Linked DNA regions of Mus musculus: regions 2, 3, 4 and 5 are each linked to region 1. Evidence: chromatin contacts called from public HiCAR-type and promoter capture Hi-C data. All regions are on one chromosome and are shown on one strand. Each heading gives the region's core, a stretch centred on a gene start, on an enhancer-like site or on the middle of the called end of the contact. The rest is flanking DNA. Distances are from core to core; before and after follow the strand shown. Region 1 holds the start of Fbxo30 (F-box protein 30). Region 2 holds the start of Hivep2 (human immunodeficiency virus type I enhancer binding protein 2). Region 3 holds the start of Sash1 (SAM and SH3 domain containing 1). Region 4 holds the start of Fuca2 (fucosidase, alpha-L- 2, plasma). Region 5 holds the start of Pex3 (peroxisomal biogenesis factor 3).

Region 1 (2,700 bases), core at 133-2,632:
GACAAAAAATAAACAAAAAACCCTTTAAACCTAAATCTAAACATTCAGAAATATTAGAGTTCCAGTTTTCTTATATCATTCATAAAACACCTACTATTTCTAGAATCACACACACACACACACAAAAGCTTATGTCCCTATGTTAAGTATCGGGTATAAACTGGTGATCTAAGAAGTTAGCAAAACATGTTGTCCTCAACTAAACTACTACAGCAAGAAACAGTGACTAAGCATAAAGAAGAGTGATTCAACGAAACTGTATGCTTTAGAAAAATCAAACAGGGATACTTCATGGTATCCTTTGTCTCTTTGTCAGTCAACACAGGATTGTTTGGGAAAACTAACATAAAAGCGTGCAGAGCGTGTTAATGTAACTTACTTTGCCTGAAATTTAGCAGGGAACAAATAAAAAAAAGAACCTCAGAAACTTTTTGAGACTTCGTTTTAAAAACGTTAACCCTCTTTGATACCAGAATGCCCGTAAATAACTTCATCTTGGATCACAGTCAACAAAGCAATCATGGAAGAAAAGGTCAATTCCTTCCCAAGCATCTATTTTATCCGGGATTTACCACGGGACTCAAAGAAGGGAGAGGGGAGCAGGAGAAACGCGGCAAACACAGGCCTCCGTCGAGGTTAAAATGTAATCCCCGAGTGACTTTGAATCCGCCGTGCGTTCCCTGTCCTGCTTCCAATCTGGGACTCCACGAGCTGGAACCCAGGAACTTGGGGGGGGGGGGGGTGATCCCTAAGTCTCGCTTTAACCAGGGCCACAGCTAAGCCTCCGCGCCTCTCACTTCCATGAATGGAAAAGTTACCAACTTCGCTTATCCCGCGGAGACACTTGGAGATGCCTCGCCGTCCTTTAACCCGTTTGCGCCCAAACTCCTCAAGTCCCTACGAGGCAGAGGGTGCGAGCCACGCATTCCGGGGTCCCCCGGGGCTCCTCTGCGCTCAGTGGGGGTGGGGGCGGAGGTGGGGGTCTCACCCGGTTCCGCGTCCCCGGGGGTCGGGGCGCCATTTGCCGGGAGCCTCAAGGGCAGGCCACACGGGCGGCCGGGCGCGACCCGGACGGGGCCAGCCGGACGGAAGCCTCTGAACTGCGCCGACTCCACCGGCCCCGCCGCCCCCGGGGCCCGCGCCGTCCGGGCCGCTGCCCGCCCGCCCGCCCGCGTCCCCGCGCCAGCCTCCCGCGGCCTCGCCACACTCACCAGCCCGCGCGGGCCGAAGCGCCGCTCAAACCCTGGCTTCTCTGGCCTTAGCGCCCGGCGGCTCCGCAGCGTCCCCGCACCGGACCGGACCACGCACGGGGCCCGTCCCGTCCCAATCCTCTGCGCCTCCGCCCTGCCCGGACCGCCGCCTTTTCTCCTCGGCCTCCAACCGCCACCGCCCTCCTCGCGCGCCCCGCCCCGCCCCGCTGCGCCCCGCCCCCCGGCCCGGCAGCGGGTGAGCGGGCACGCGCACGCACAGCGGGCGAGGATGCGCACGCTGTCCTGTGCCGGTCAGGCCGAGCGCAGAGAACCCACGGGGCAGCCTCTCCCTTGGTGCTCCCTGCCGGGTCCGCCTTTCGCGCCTTTGCTTTTTGTTTGTTTTTGGAAGGACTCTCCGAGCCCCTGTGGCACTGTGGAGGACGCAGGCCCAGGAGCGCGACCCGTCCTCCTAGCGCGCACTCGCAGGAAATAGGTCAGCCCCCGTTGTCGGTGGTAACTGCCACCACCTCACGTGCCCGAGCCCTGTGACTCGGTGACCGCTCTGCTCTGTGACCCGTTTCCCCTTGTAAGGGCTCTGCTGCTCGTCAGCCCGCGGCGGGCGGCTTCGGTGGGGCGAGCCACGCGGCCTCCAGAGGGCGCGGCGCGGCTTCTGGGAAACGTCTTAGGGCCGGAGCTTTCCCGTGGCCATCCAGGGCTACACACCCCGCGTGTAGGCGTCCCCGTTACTACCGCCAGGCCCGGGCGTGAGGCTGAGGGACGGTGATGTCACCGACGCCCACCCCGTCTGGAGGCCTCCTGCCAACTCCCACCTCAAAGCCACCGTGAAGGAGCCTTGGCCCTGGCTGGCGGAGGGGCGGAGGTGAGAAAACCCCCTTGGGTGGCCGTTCTGGTGACTGCAGTTTTACTCCCCAGCTGTTGGAAACGGTGGCTCACGAGAGTCACCGTCCTTCACCTTAAAAACCAGCACTTTCATACAACTACACAAAACCCTGGGGAGCTTAAGACTGAGCACACTGTAAAGGTCAGGGGTTTGGTTTGGTTTAATGAAGACATTCAGATTTTTGAAATATTTAGTGCTTATATGTGGGGTGCTTAGGACGCTGTATTTTTTTTTTTTTTTTTTTTTTTTTTTTTTTTTGCCTGCTTTGGCTGTAGGAGGTAGGCGCTTTTCGGTCAGCCCAGAGCGTGAGACCCAAAGGGGCCAGGTAAGAAAAGTGAAGCAGACAGATGAAATGGTGGGAGAGTTGCTTGTGCATGACAGGTGGTCGCGATTGAGTCACACATCCTTCCATTACATCCCCTTCCGCAAAATAAGGGGACTGCGGCAGGGAATCCCAAAGGCTCTCTACAGCTTCAACATTCCCATACTGATTGATTGTACTTTGGGGCTTTCTGCCTCTCTAAATCACCTAGTTGACACTAGGTCATCTCCCACCTCAAGCTGAGTAGGAGTCAGGGCAAACAGAAGCCTCTGCTCTTCCATAAGTGG
Region 2 (2,700 bases), core at 66-2,565, 2.7 Mb before region 1:
AGGAGGGGGTTGGGGGTGAAGGGAGGTGAGAGGTGCGGCGGCAGCAGCACATCTGCTTTGATAGCAGCCAGCAGAGCCGCCGCGGCAGAGAGCCCCTCGTTAACCCCCTTCCTGTGGCTGCACCACGTCATGGAACATTCCCGGAACGGGCCAACGTTCCACCCACTTCAGGGAACAGACATAAAGGCGCAGACCCAGCTCCTCGCGGTGCACTGCCCAAACACACATGTTTCTTCCCGATCCCCCGACCAGAAGCACAAACAAGCATGCAATCCGCCCCCACCCGTCTCCAAGCGCCGGGGGCCAGCCGGCGGCGGCTGGAGCCGCTCTGCGGCCGGTGCACCCGCAAGGCGAGGGCGCCTCCGCCTGAACCTTCCATGGAGACAGTCCCCTCCTTCTTCGCTTCCTTCCTTCCTTCTCTCCTTCCTTCCTTCCTCGCTCGGGAGGAGAAAGGAGTCACAGAAATGCCCAGCGCCAGCGCCTCCGCTGCGCTCGCTCGGCCGCAGGCCGGCAGCCCGGCCCTTGCCGTCCGCTCGCCCGCTCGCCCTCCCGCCCGCACCGCCCCCAGCCCCGCGCCGCGCCGCGCCCCCTCCCCCGCTACTTGACAACGGACCGCCGGCCGCGGCAGCCGCAGCGGTGGCCCGGCGGTGCGCGCCGGTGCACGTCCCTCATTAGTAACCAGGCACATTCCTGCCTCCAGCGCTCCCGCGCGGCCCCCTCCCCCCAGGACATTACGCAAAGCAGCCTCCCCTCATCTGCATAGAACCTCGGCCAGGGTATTCCCCGCATTTCCTAATGCGCCCGACCCCCCCCCCCTTGCTTAGGTCTCCCCCATCCCCGCCTCCTCCGACCCTTACCCCTGGGCCACCAGGAAAGCGGCCGGGGGCGCGCGCCGCGAAGGGGGCGATGGAGTTGGGCGAAGGCGATTTCAGGGTAAAGTGAAACAAGCTCGATCTCTGGTGCAGGCAGGAAAAACACAGAACCGAGGCCACTTACCGAGCCGAGAAGGGACCTAGATTCCCGCCGCTCTGCTCTGCCAGCGGCCGGTGCGCCCTCCACGCACCCCAGGGCTGCACCCAGTACCCAAGAGTCGAAGCGTGGAGGGAGGCTGCTACCCAGCCAGAGGACCTTTCAAGTTGCTCGGGCTCCGGGCAAGCTTCAATGTCCAAGACTCAACTTGGCAAATACTTGTGCCACAGTCACCGAAGATGTCTTTTTTTTTTTTTCTTTTTCCTTTTTCTTTCTCTTTTTGCGGAGACCCTCCTCCACCGGGGAGAGACAGCGCACGGCGGCGCCCCGCTCTCCAGCTCTCCACCCCCTCACCTCCAGCCCGCCTCCCGCCGGCCGCCAGCCTCCCGGCCGCGAGCCCCTCGGGCGGCTGTCAGCTCCCGGCAGTCCGGGTGACAGCGGCCGAAGGAGGGCGCGACGCGGCGGGCGGTGGGGGGGATCCTCGCAGCCGCGGCGGCCGCTCACCTGTAAAGTCACCGCAGCGCAGGAGGAGGAAGAGGAGAGAGAGGAGGAGGGGAGGAAAGCCCCCCGGTGCCCTTGTTCTTGCTGCGGCGGCTGCTCCTCGCCCAGGCTGAGCGTGTCTGGTGGGGGGTGTCTGGTAGCATTTCCTTAAGGACAGAGGGAGGGCGGGCGTGGAGGGAGGGAGGAGGGAGGGAGGCGATCCCCACCGCCAGCCCAGGCTCCTCTTGTCTTTATTTATATATTTATTTATTTTCGGACACTGTTAGGAGATGGAGCCAGGGCGGGGGCCAGGGCCGCTAGGCTGGGGCTTGAGCCGCAGGACCCGGGCCGCAGTTTGTCGGCGTGCGGGAGCCGCAGCGGCCACCTCCCCTCCGGGCTGTGGACGCACCGGGTTATTCCTGGCAGCGCCTCCCCGAACAGAAGTTACTAGGAGGAGTGCGCGGCGAGGGCGGGCGGGGGAGAGGGGAGGGAGGGAGGAAGAGGGAGAGACTCAGCCAGCGACGTCATCGGATCCCCCAGCGCGTCCCTGGGAGGGAGGCTGAACCAGAAAAACCAGTCTGGAGCAGGCCAGCGGGGCGAAGGATGTGCGACCCGGACTGGCCCTGATGCGGGCGCGCGGGGAGGGAAGGTCGCGGTCGCGCTCTCTTGCCTCGGAGCCGAGATCTCCGCTGAGAGCGGGTATCGGCTTGCCACGCAGAAACACTGGCGAGTCTGGAGCGGTCTGAGAATTTCCTACTAGGGTGTGGAAACCTCCTTCGCGCCCATTCCCTTCCCTCTCTAGCCCCCTTTCCCACGTACTGGTTCCTTGTGATCTGTGGGATCCTTACATTTTGCCCGCGTACCAAGGATTTCTCGCCTCTTCACCCTCCAGCTGCACTCACGATTTTGTTAACAATTCGGGTGGTGGTGGGGAATTATGTTGCAGCCCCTGGAGCTCACAGTGTGTTTCACTAGCATTTTCCGTGCCGGGGCGGAAGCACGAAGTTTTCACGAGCTCGAAACGCCCCAATTGCTTTCCCCGGGGTCACTCCCCAGGGCGCCCCGGGTGCACCCTGCTCAGGAAGCCGCCCGCCCTCGTCTGGGTATTCAAATAGGCTAGGGCAGCGGTGCGGGGAGCAGCTGCCGGCTTCCTGGGGGGCCGAGCGGGGGAAAGGGGGCGAGCTGCCACCTCCAGCTGCGCGCTTCTGGTTCTCTGCTAGGGACTGAAATCACACCCAGCCCTGGGAGAGC
Region 3 (2,700 bases), core at 142-2,641, 2.4 Mb after region 1:
TTCACTTATACACATACCTGTGGACGGCAGAGTGATGTCAGGTGTCTTTCTCTACCATACACCACCTTATTTTTTGAGACATGATCAATCTCTCCATGAACCTGGAGCTTACCAGCTGTCTGGAATGGCAGCCACTAAAGCCACGAAAATCCCGATGTCTCTACTTCCCAGCCTTATAGGCCCATACTGCTATGCTAGGGTTTTACTTCTTTTTACGTTTTGACATTGTGGGTGAGAGCTATTCACCCATTACTTAGACTGCTGTTCTCAATGTATGAAAGCTGAGAAAGAGATGAAGACACTTCAGAAGTAATTGTTCTATCCGGGGGACCCTCACTTCATCCCCTCTCCACTCCACCTCCTTAATAAGGGGCAGATTCCGTGGGTTTCTTTAGTTTCACAAAGTGAGCAGCCACAAAATCAAATAGGATAGGCACTGTCATCTCTTAGAAAAAATTTTTTGATTGGTTTTTAAAAGGAGGAGGAGGGGGAGAAGAGGGAAAAAGGACCTCTTCAGGGATATTTCCCTCTGGCATTTTCACTTGATTAACATATCGAGGCCTGAACTGTGCATGGGCTTAGCGGCCATAAAATTAACTTTTATTTTGAACATACCCCTTGCCTGTTTCTTCCACGTAAAACAAAACAAAACAAAACAAAACAAAACAAAACAAAACAAAACAAAACAAAACACACCCTTACAGCTCAGAGAGGGTCTCATTTAAGTATCCGAAAACCCTAGAAGTGCACAGCACTGCGGCCACTCGGGAGCCGAAACGCCCGGACTTACGACCCAAACAATGGCTCGTGACCAGGCGAGCTTTGTCACACTTTGTTTTCCAAGAAGCCTGACAGACAGGACTGTAATTCCAGGGGTTGTCACCATACGGACTCCTCTTAAACTCGAACTCAGCGAGCGGCTTAAAGATTAACTTTCTGCAGTTTCAGTGGCGGAAGGCGCGGGTGAATGGCGCGATTGGGGACTTGTGCAGGGCCCCGGGCCCGTGGCGCGGTGGCGCTTTCAAAAGGCGATTTGTTGGCCAGGCTGAGGCTCATTTCCATGCAAAGCGCCTGACATCAGAGCACCTTTTGTTGCTAAACGCTTTCTTGAGCCTGGAGGGGAGGGAGTCATGTGGAGTTGGAAGAGCTCATTCTAAAGAGAGGGGTCCAGGACTAATTAGCCCGGGTCCACAGGCGTCACTGTCCCCTGCCCAGCCCTGCACAAACTCTCCAGTAGAGGCGAGTGGTGTGCCACCCGGAGCCGGTCCCCGAAGCAGGACGCAGCACCCGTGCGGTGTGGCTCTTGTCTCCCTGGTCCCGTGAACTCCCCGCCGCAGCCAGTGTTGTGGACTCTGCTCCAGCTACCCTGTTGCTGCGCGGGGCCGGGCTAGGAAAAGTTTCTGGAGTTGTCAATCGCGGTCGCCCGGGATCGAGGTGCCAGTCCTGGCAGTGGTGCTCGTACCCAGCGGAGCCTGGGGCATGCGACGCGGGGGCGCGGCCCGGTGACGCCGCGGGCGGGGAACTTGCGCCCCGTCGGCCGACGCGCTGCTGCGAGCGGTGGGCAGCGCGGGGACCCGGACGCGGACGCACGGGGACGCGGCCATGGAGGAGGACGCGGGAGCTGCTAGCCCGGCGCCGGAGCCTGAGCCGGAGGTGGATCCCGCCCGGGAGCTGGAGCCCGAGGCCGGTGTCTCCGAGTCAATCTCCCGCCTCTGGACCGACGTGATGGGCATCCTGGTGAGCTACCTGGGGAGGCAGGCGGGGGAAGCGGGGCTCACCCCTCGCCCACCTATTGGTCACCCTTCTTCTTTCCGCTGTATTCTCTATATAGGGGTTGAAACTGTAATTTAGAAAAACCAAACCAAACCAAACCAACCAAACAAAAAAAAAAAACCCCTACTTGTCGGGTCACATCAGAGACACCTCTTGAACAATCGACTGTAATTAGGGACACCTGCTTAGAAAAGTTGGCGTGGAAAAAGCCAGAAAGAGTAGATGTAAATACTACTTGTAAATATTTGGCGAGTGGACTCCTCATGGCCTCTCGGTATTGATGTTTATCCGCACAGGGCTTGTCCTGTGCCCATGAGAGGAAAACAACCGTTTCCTTGTGCAGAACTACCACGGTGTTTACTTGCTCTGCCCTCAGCTCTTCTAGTTTGTAGAATTACAGGATATTTGTTTTATATGTTTGGCGCTGAGAACAATAAGGCATATATTGCTGAATCTGTGCTGATAAGGGGTTTTGAACTGCCGGGCGTGGTGGCGCACGCCTTTAATTCCAGCACCTGGGTGGCAGAGGCAGTCGAATTTCTGAGTTCGAGGCCAGCCTGGTCTACAGAGTGAGTTCCAGGACAGCCAGGACTACACAGAGAAAATCTGTCTCGAAAACAAAACAAAACAATCCCCCAAAAACAAAAACAAAACAAAAACAACAACAAAAAAAACCCAAAATCAAAAACAAAACAAAACAAAACAAACAAACAAAAAAACCCAAAAACCAAAACCAACCAACCAACCAAACCCCCCCAAAAGAGGTTTTGAACTGGCCAGTGGTTAAAACTGCCTATGGATTTATCTTAGTTCTGGAAAGTAGTTCTACTGAGGATGAAATTTTACCTTGGATGGATAGGGTGTTAGCCGTGTCTCTGGTGTTAGCCGTGTCTCTTTAGGAACGATATAGTTTTCTTCATAGTGGTT
Region 4 (2,700 bases), core at 51-2,550, 2.2 Mb before region 1:
AGCTGAACCAGGAAGCATTTATTGTAAATTTTCTGATTTTCTTTTTAATTACATGTGTGCGTGTGTGTAGGCGTGTGCATGTGAGGGGGGGGCTTTGGGAGCACGAACCCCCCCCCCCGGAACCAGAATGACCAGATGGTTGTGAGCCTCCCAGGGCGGGTGTGAGGAGTCAGACTAAGGTCCTCTACAAGAGCAGTGTCTTAGTTAAGAGTCTTACTGCTGTGAACAGACATCATGACCAGGGCAGCTCTTATAAGGACAACATTTAATTGGGGCTGGCTTACAGGTTCAGAGGTTCTGTTCATTATCATCAAGGTAGAAAGCATTGCATGGTACAGGAGGAGCTGAGAGCTCTACATCTTCATCTGAAGGCTGCTAGCAGAATACTGGCTTCCAGGTAGCTAGGATGAGGGTCTTAAATCCCACACCCACAGTGACACACCTATTCTAACACGGCCACACTTTCTAATAGTGCCACTCCCTGGGCCGAGCATATACAAATCACAAGCAGTATGGGCCCTTAACCAGTGAGAAATTTCACCAGCCCTTTTGAAAATTCTTCAAATTCTGGGACTGGTACTCCCTCAATCACGCAGGCATTGCCACTGCTATAGGGAGGCCCACCTGCAGAGTGCCTAAGAACTCCGGTGTGAGTTTGTGTGTGTGTGTGTGTGTGTGTGTGTGTGTGTGTGAGAGAGAGAGAGAGAGAGAGAGAGAGAGAGAGAGACAGAGAGACAGAGAGAGAGAGACAGAGAGAGAGAGACAGACAGAGACAGAGACAGACAGAGACAGAGACAGACAGAGACAGAGAGAGACAGAGACTGCCACTGTCTGGGGTGACATAAAGCCCAGTGTGAGTGTGTGTGTGTGTGTGTGTGTGTGTGTGTGTGTGCGCCCGCGCGCGCGCGCGCCCGCGTCCGTGCCCGAGCCCTTTGGGCAAAGGTATGCACTTACCAGAACCATTCACTACCAAAGCTGGGCACGGAGAACACTCCCCAGTGGATAAAGATGCCGAACTTGGCCTGGTCGAACCAGGCTGGCAGCGGGCGTCTGTCCAGAGATTCCCAAGTGGGGTCATAGCTAAGGGCTCTCGTGACCCCCCAAGGCCTCAGGAGCGGCAGCAGCAGCAGCGGCAGAAGCATCAGGAACCCCAGGCGCATGCGCGCCAGCCTGGGATCCTCGGGGGAACCGCCAGTCACCAGGGAAGCCGGGAACCTTCTCTGTCAGCCGCAGAAGCTGCCTAGCGCTGGCCTTCCGGCTTCTGCTAAGTGTACCCTGCTCCTGTCACCTGACCCAGACCGGTTTGGTCAGATGACTACTGTGATCTGGAGTAGGGAGTGGCCAGGAGTTTTAATGAGCTCTGGTTACTTAAGGACCCCAAGAAGGTTGCATTACTCAGGTGCACAACCAAGGAAGTCAGTTTTTGCCCACCCTCCTCATTTTTAACAGCCCTTGGCTCTGTTTCCCAGTCAGATCTGATCTACTTAGCCAAGACGCCCGGTTTGTCTGCTGTGAGACAAAAACCTAAAGGATGGTCTTTGACCCACGACCTCCCTCCCCAAGGACTCCTAACAGAAAACTCTCAAGAGGTCACCTCGACCACCAGGCCCTGGTGGCTTTATGTGTCAGAGCTGTCTGCCCTACCGTGGGACTGGAGCCTGAGACAGGAACTTCGTGGGCTGCTCAGGGCTTTTGAGGAAGCTCCCATGGCTCTCAGCCTTTGGGTCTGCCTCTGCCATCCTCGAATTTGTAGCCGATGAAATCCCAAAGTTTGGGTTCAGCCAATCTGGGTTCGGGTCCAAGATTTTACATTTCTACTCAGGCTCTTGTTATTTCTGACTTTGGTTGTTGGTGGAACAAACTTTTCTGAGAAACTGCGTTAGGAAATAAGGCAATCTTAGTTGAATGAATGTTTAAGAAGTTTGTATAGAAGGAGGGTTTGGGAACCTGCTGGGGTGGCTGAGTGCTTGCCTAGAATGCAATAAAACCAGAGTAGTGGTCAACACAGCAGTGTGGAAACAGAAACAGGAGAATCAGAGTTCAAGGTCATCTTCGACTACATAGAGAGCTACATGAGACGCTGTCTCAAAAATCAGGAAGGAAAAAAAGGAGAGGAAGGAGGGTTGGAGGGAGGAAAGGAGGGAGGGAATGAAAGTACGATCTGGGAGCCGTAGTTCAGTAATAAATGTCCTAGAGCTGTGTGTGTGTGTGTGTGAGAGAGAGAGAGAGAGAGAGAGAGAGAGAGAGAGAGAGAGAGACGGAGACAGAGACAGAGAGACAGAGAGAGACAGAGAGACAGAGAGAGACAGAGAGACAGAGAGAGAGGAACCTTCAGGTAGACTTAAAGAAAAGGAGCCAGTCACTTAGAATAATCATCAAAGTTACATCTTCAGGAACTGTATCCTAAAGTTATTTAAATGCCATTGGCCTAAAGCCGGAATCTCTACTGCTTCCGCTTTGGCAAAACCCTTATCCTTTTGTGGTACATTTCAAATGCCACCTCCTCCAGGATGCTCTGTGCCATAACCACCCCTCCCCCAATAACATCCCACTTCCTCCCAAGTGCCTCCATAGGACACCGTATCCTAACCACTAACACAGGAGTCCACAGGTGGTTTCAGAGTTGGCTGGCTAGAGATCCCAATCGCCTTAGACTGTGAGTTCCTTAAGAACACTTACAATCTCTTCCTGGGTGCCATG
Region 5 (2,700 bases), core at 76-2,575, 2.3 Mb before region 1:
GTCCCTTCCCTTTGTCACAAATGCAAAAGAGTTGAGTCAAATAGGTCTAACTGTTTAGATGGATTTGAACTTAAGAAGCTGGCCTTCTTTGGAAGAGGCCAAAGCTCTGCCACTGAAATGGTGACTTGATCTTCCTTAAACCAACAAATTCTCAACTCGACAACTGATGAACAAAGGCTCTCTTCTTCCCACCCCGAGCTCTGAGAAAGATGACCAAAAAAAAAAAAAAAAAAAAAAAAGATGTTAATTAAAAAATTAAAAGAATGCATTATGCCATTTGTCTGGGGGCGTGGGGTGGAAAACATGTTTCTGTCTTCTAGATTTTAATTTCTTATGAAGGTGAACTTCTGTAACCATTAGAATAAAAAGGTGAGATATTTTAATTTTGTAAAAGAATAAACAAAAATAATATCCCCACACCAAAGGCTGAGCTCAGTTTTAAGGCCTTTACAATGCTGTAAACAAATTGGTGTTCCATGTTCACAGAATGAAAACCCAGCATCAAACTGTGTATACATACATAGTTTGTATGTATATCCCTGCCACAAACGTCTATCCCTGCCACACATCGATATGGGTAATAAGCTTGGGAAAACATGTAAAAATACGACCAGAGCTCTCCATGATGAGCAATCTATAAGAATCGCAGGAAGGAAGGGAATACAAGGGCAGAGAAAAGTATCGTAGAAAGAGTAGACACATCATCGGTGAGGATTGTACCAGGACACGTTTTGATATGACCCTTTACAGAAACATCAGCTTCCTCCCATTATATGGGAGCAAGCCATAAAATAATGTGGCTTTATGGATTTGAAAGTATGTGTCCACATGGGAAGGAAGATAGGCAGGTAGGGAGCACACATCCCCAGGCGGCAGATAAGACTCCCTGTAATACATCAATCGAACCGTTTCTGTATTTTCCCTTCACCCCAATTACTATGAGACAAAGCTAAAGAAAAATTCCCCCTAGAATAAAACAAGTTGCTGCTTCAGGTATTTTCAGACATGATAGATAGCGCGCCCGGCACATTTGCTCAACTACTCTGGTCAGGATATGGCCGGGAGAAAGTTTGCGCTCTCAGCATCCACCTGCCCGATTCCTCACCATTCGCATCGCCTCCTCCATCCACTTTTCCGTCTCCTGTACGGACACCACGCACGGGCCGTCTGGAGTAGTGGTGGACTCCACCTTCTCCTCCATACCTCCGCCGCTCAGAGACTCCGGGCCGAGGGACGAGAGAAGAGAGGACAGCGGAACGCGGCGGGAGCGGACCTTGCTTCCAGGAGGACGGGAAAAGACGAGGCACCCGGGAGCTATTTGCGGACGGACCCAGGCGTCCCGGATCAGTAAGCGGCGGCTGGGGGACCGAAAGCGTCGCTGCTCCGCTCTAGTCCACGCCCCCTTCCTCCGCTTAAGCCACAACCTCTGCTCAGAGAAACGTCTGTGGTTTCTGGAGAGCACCTAGCGCCGCCACCGCGCTGCTGCCGGAGGTCCAGGCCAGGTGGACGGAAGACACGGTGAGCCAGCCCCTCTCCCCTAGGCAACCCACACAACACGGGGTCTGGAGATGCTGAGATCAATGTGGAATTTTCTGAAACGTCACAAAAAGAAATGCATCTTCCTGGGCACAGTCCTCGGAGGTGAGTGACAACATGCTTTTTAGAAGGGGCCATTGGCAGAAAGGAGTGACAGAGGTGACTTATAAAAACAGGCAGGGCCCACTGATACCAAACTGGGATTTGTCGAAGGGATTGGCTCAACCGTCAAAGAAGAACCTCTAAAGTTCTTTTATCTGGATCTCTGTGCCCTTTGCCCCTCACTCTGCCCCCGTCCTTTTTCTCCCCATGGGCCTTCAAGAGTCTACCCCAATGAAGTTTCTTTTCAAAGCACTATTCTCGTATAGATAGATACATTTGCCTTCCAATTTTCTTCTTTTGCTTTCCTGTTAGATTTTCATTCTGTTTGTCAACTCTGCTTTCAACCTTTCACACGAGTTTCGAAATATTCTAGGGCCATTATCTTAAGTCTGCTCTTTGAGGTGGTGTTTAAAGGTAAACCGAAAACAGCATGTTGCTGTAAAATATACAGCAGATAATTTCTGTTCTCCAATTGTAAAGTACAAACTATATATCAACACAGTGCTTATTCTGCAGTGTTGTCAGGACTGGCAAGGTTGTGGTCATGATCCATTTTGGTGATATAGTTGAGTTCACTGGCTGAGAGGAAAGTTAGAAACAGGATAAAAATCTTGATGCTGGAATTGTAACTTTGTGGTAGAGTGCTTGCCTAGGCTGACTGCATTGGGTCCCAGGGAAGGAGCAACACACACACACACACACACACACACTGCTTTAAACCCTTTGTCTTGGAAAGACAACCCTCAGTTAATAATTATGGGATTTTAAGAAGGGAATCTTTTGAACAACACAAAAAGGGAGTTTAAAAGAATTTTTAAAACTTGAGTTTTAAGAACTGTTACCACTATCCTCTGATCTATGTGTGTGTGTGTATAAATATATCATAATATGACTTAAAATATTAGGACATTTGTAAAACAGTAACCACATTCTGCATATCTCTGAGGTATAGCACAAATGAATAATAGTTCATATTTTATAGGAAATACTTTATAGATACAATGTGTTTTATATTACCTCCAGTCTCTAATATCTAAGGTATATAAATTGTACCAATATTAT

The links. Promoter capture Hi-C pulls out the DNA fragments that hold promoters and counts their contacts. HiCAR-type assays count read pairs that join an accessible place to other places.
Region 2: a contact with region 1 is called in a promoter capture Hi-C map of pre-B cells. The contact joins the promoter of Hivep2 here to the promoter of Fbxo30 in region 1. A contact is called at or near these places in 2 of 39 promoter capture datasets (liver and pre-B cells) and 1 of 115 datasets of contacts at active chromatin or transcription factors (astrocytes).
Region 3: a HiCAR-type map of astrocytes shows a contact between it and region 1, with 5 times the contacts expected there. The contact joins the promoter of Sash1 here to the promoter of Fbxo30 in region 1. A contact is called at or near these places in 3 of 115 datasets of contacts at active chromatin or transcription factors (astrocytes and embryonic stem cells).
Region 4: a contact with region 1 is called in a promoter capture Hi-C map of pre-B cells, with 4 times the contacts expected there. The contact joins the promoter of Fuca2 here to the promoter of Fbxo30 in region 1. A contact is called at or near these places in 1 of 39 promoter capture datasets (pre-B cells) and 1 of 115 datasets of contacts at active chromatin or transcription factors (embryonic stem cells).
Region 5: a promoter capture Hi-C map of pre-B cells shows a contact between it and region 1, with 6 times the contacts expected there. The contact joins the promoter of Pex3 here to the promoter of Fbxo30 in region 1. A contact is called at or near these places in 3 of 39 promoter capture datasets (hippocampal neurons, liver and pre-B cells), 1 of 484 Hi-C or Micro-C datasets (CD4 T cells) and 1 of 115 datasets of contacts at active chromatin or transcription factors (astrocytes).

Annotation. Positions count from the first base shown.
Region 1 is chr10:11,280,012-11,282,711 of GRCm38.p6, reverse strand. Fbxo30 (F-box protein 30) reads right to left here and starts at 1,382. Exons shown (of 3, transcript NM_027968.3): 1 at 1,212-1,382.
Region 2 is chr10:13,964,994-13,967,693 of GRCm38.p6, reverse strand. Hivep2 (human immunodeficiency virus type I enhancer binding protein 2) reads right to left here and starts at 1,315. Exons shown (of 9, transcript NM_010437.2): 1 at 997-1,315.
Region 3 is chr10:8,884,761-8,887,460 of GRCm38.p6, reverse strand. Sash1 (SAM and SH3 domain containing 1) reads left to right here and starts at 1,391. Exons shown (of 20, transcript NM_175155.4): 1 at 1,391-1,737. The coding sequence starts at 1,603.
Region 4 is chr10:13,499,628-13,502,327 of GRCm38.p6, reverse strand. It overlaps Fuca2 (fucosidase, alpha-L- 2, plasma), which reads right to left and starts at 1,300. Exons shown (of 7, transcript NM_025799.5): 1 at 955-1,300. The coding sequence starts at 1,160.
Region 5 is chr10:13,551,767-13,554,466 of GRCm38.p6, reverse strand. It overlaps Pex3 (peroxisomal biogenesis factor 3), which reads left to right and starts at 1,325. Exons shown (of 12, transcript NM_019961.3): 1 at 1,325-1,641. The coding sequence starts at 1,569. It overlaps Adat2 (adenosine deaminase, tRNA-specific 2), which reads right to left and starts at 1,560. Exons shown (of 6, transcript NM_025748.4): 1 at 1,106-1,560. The coding sequence starts at 1,201.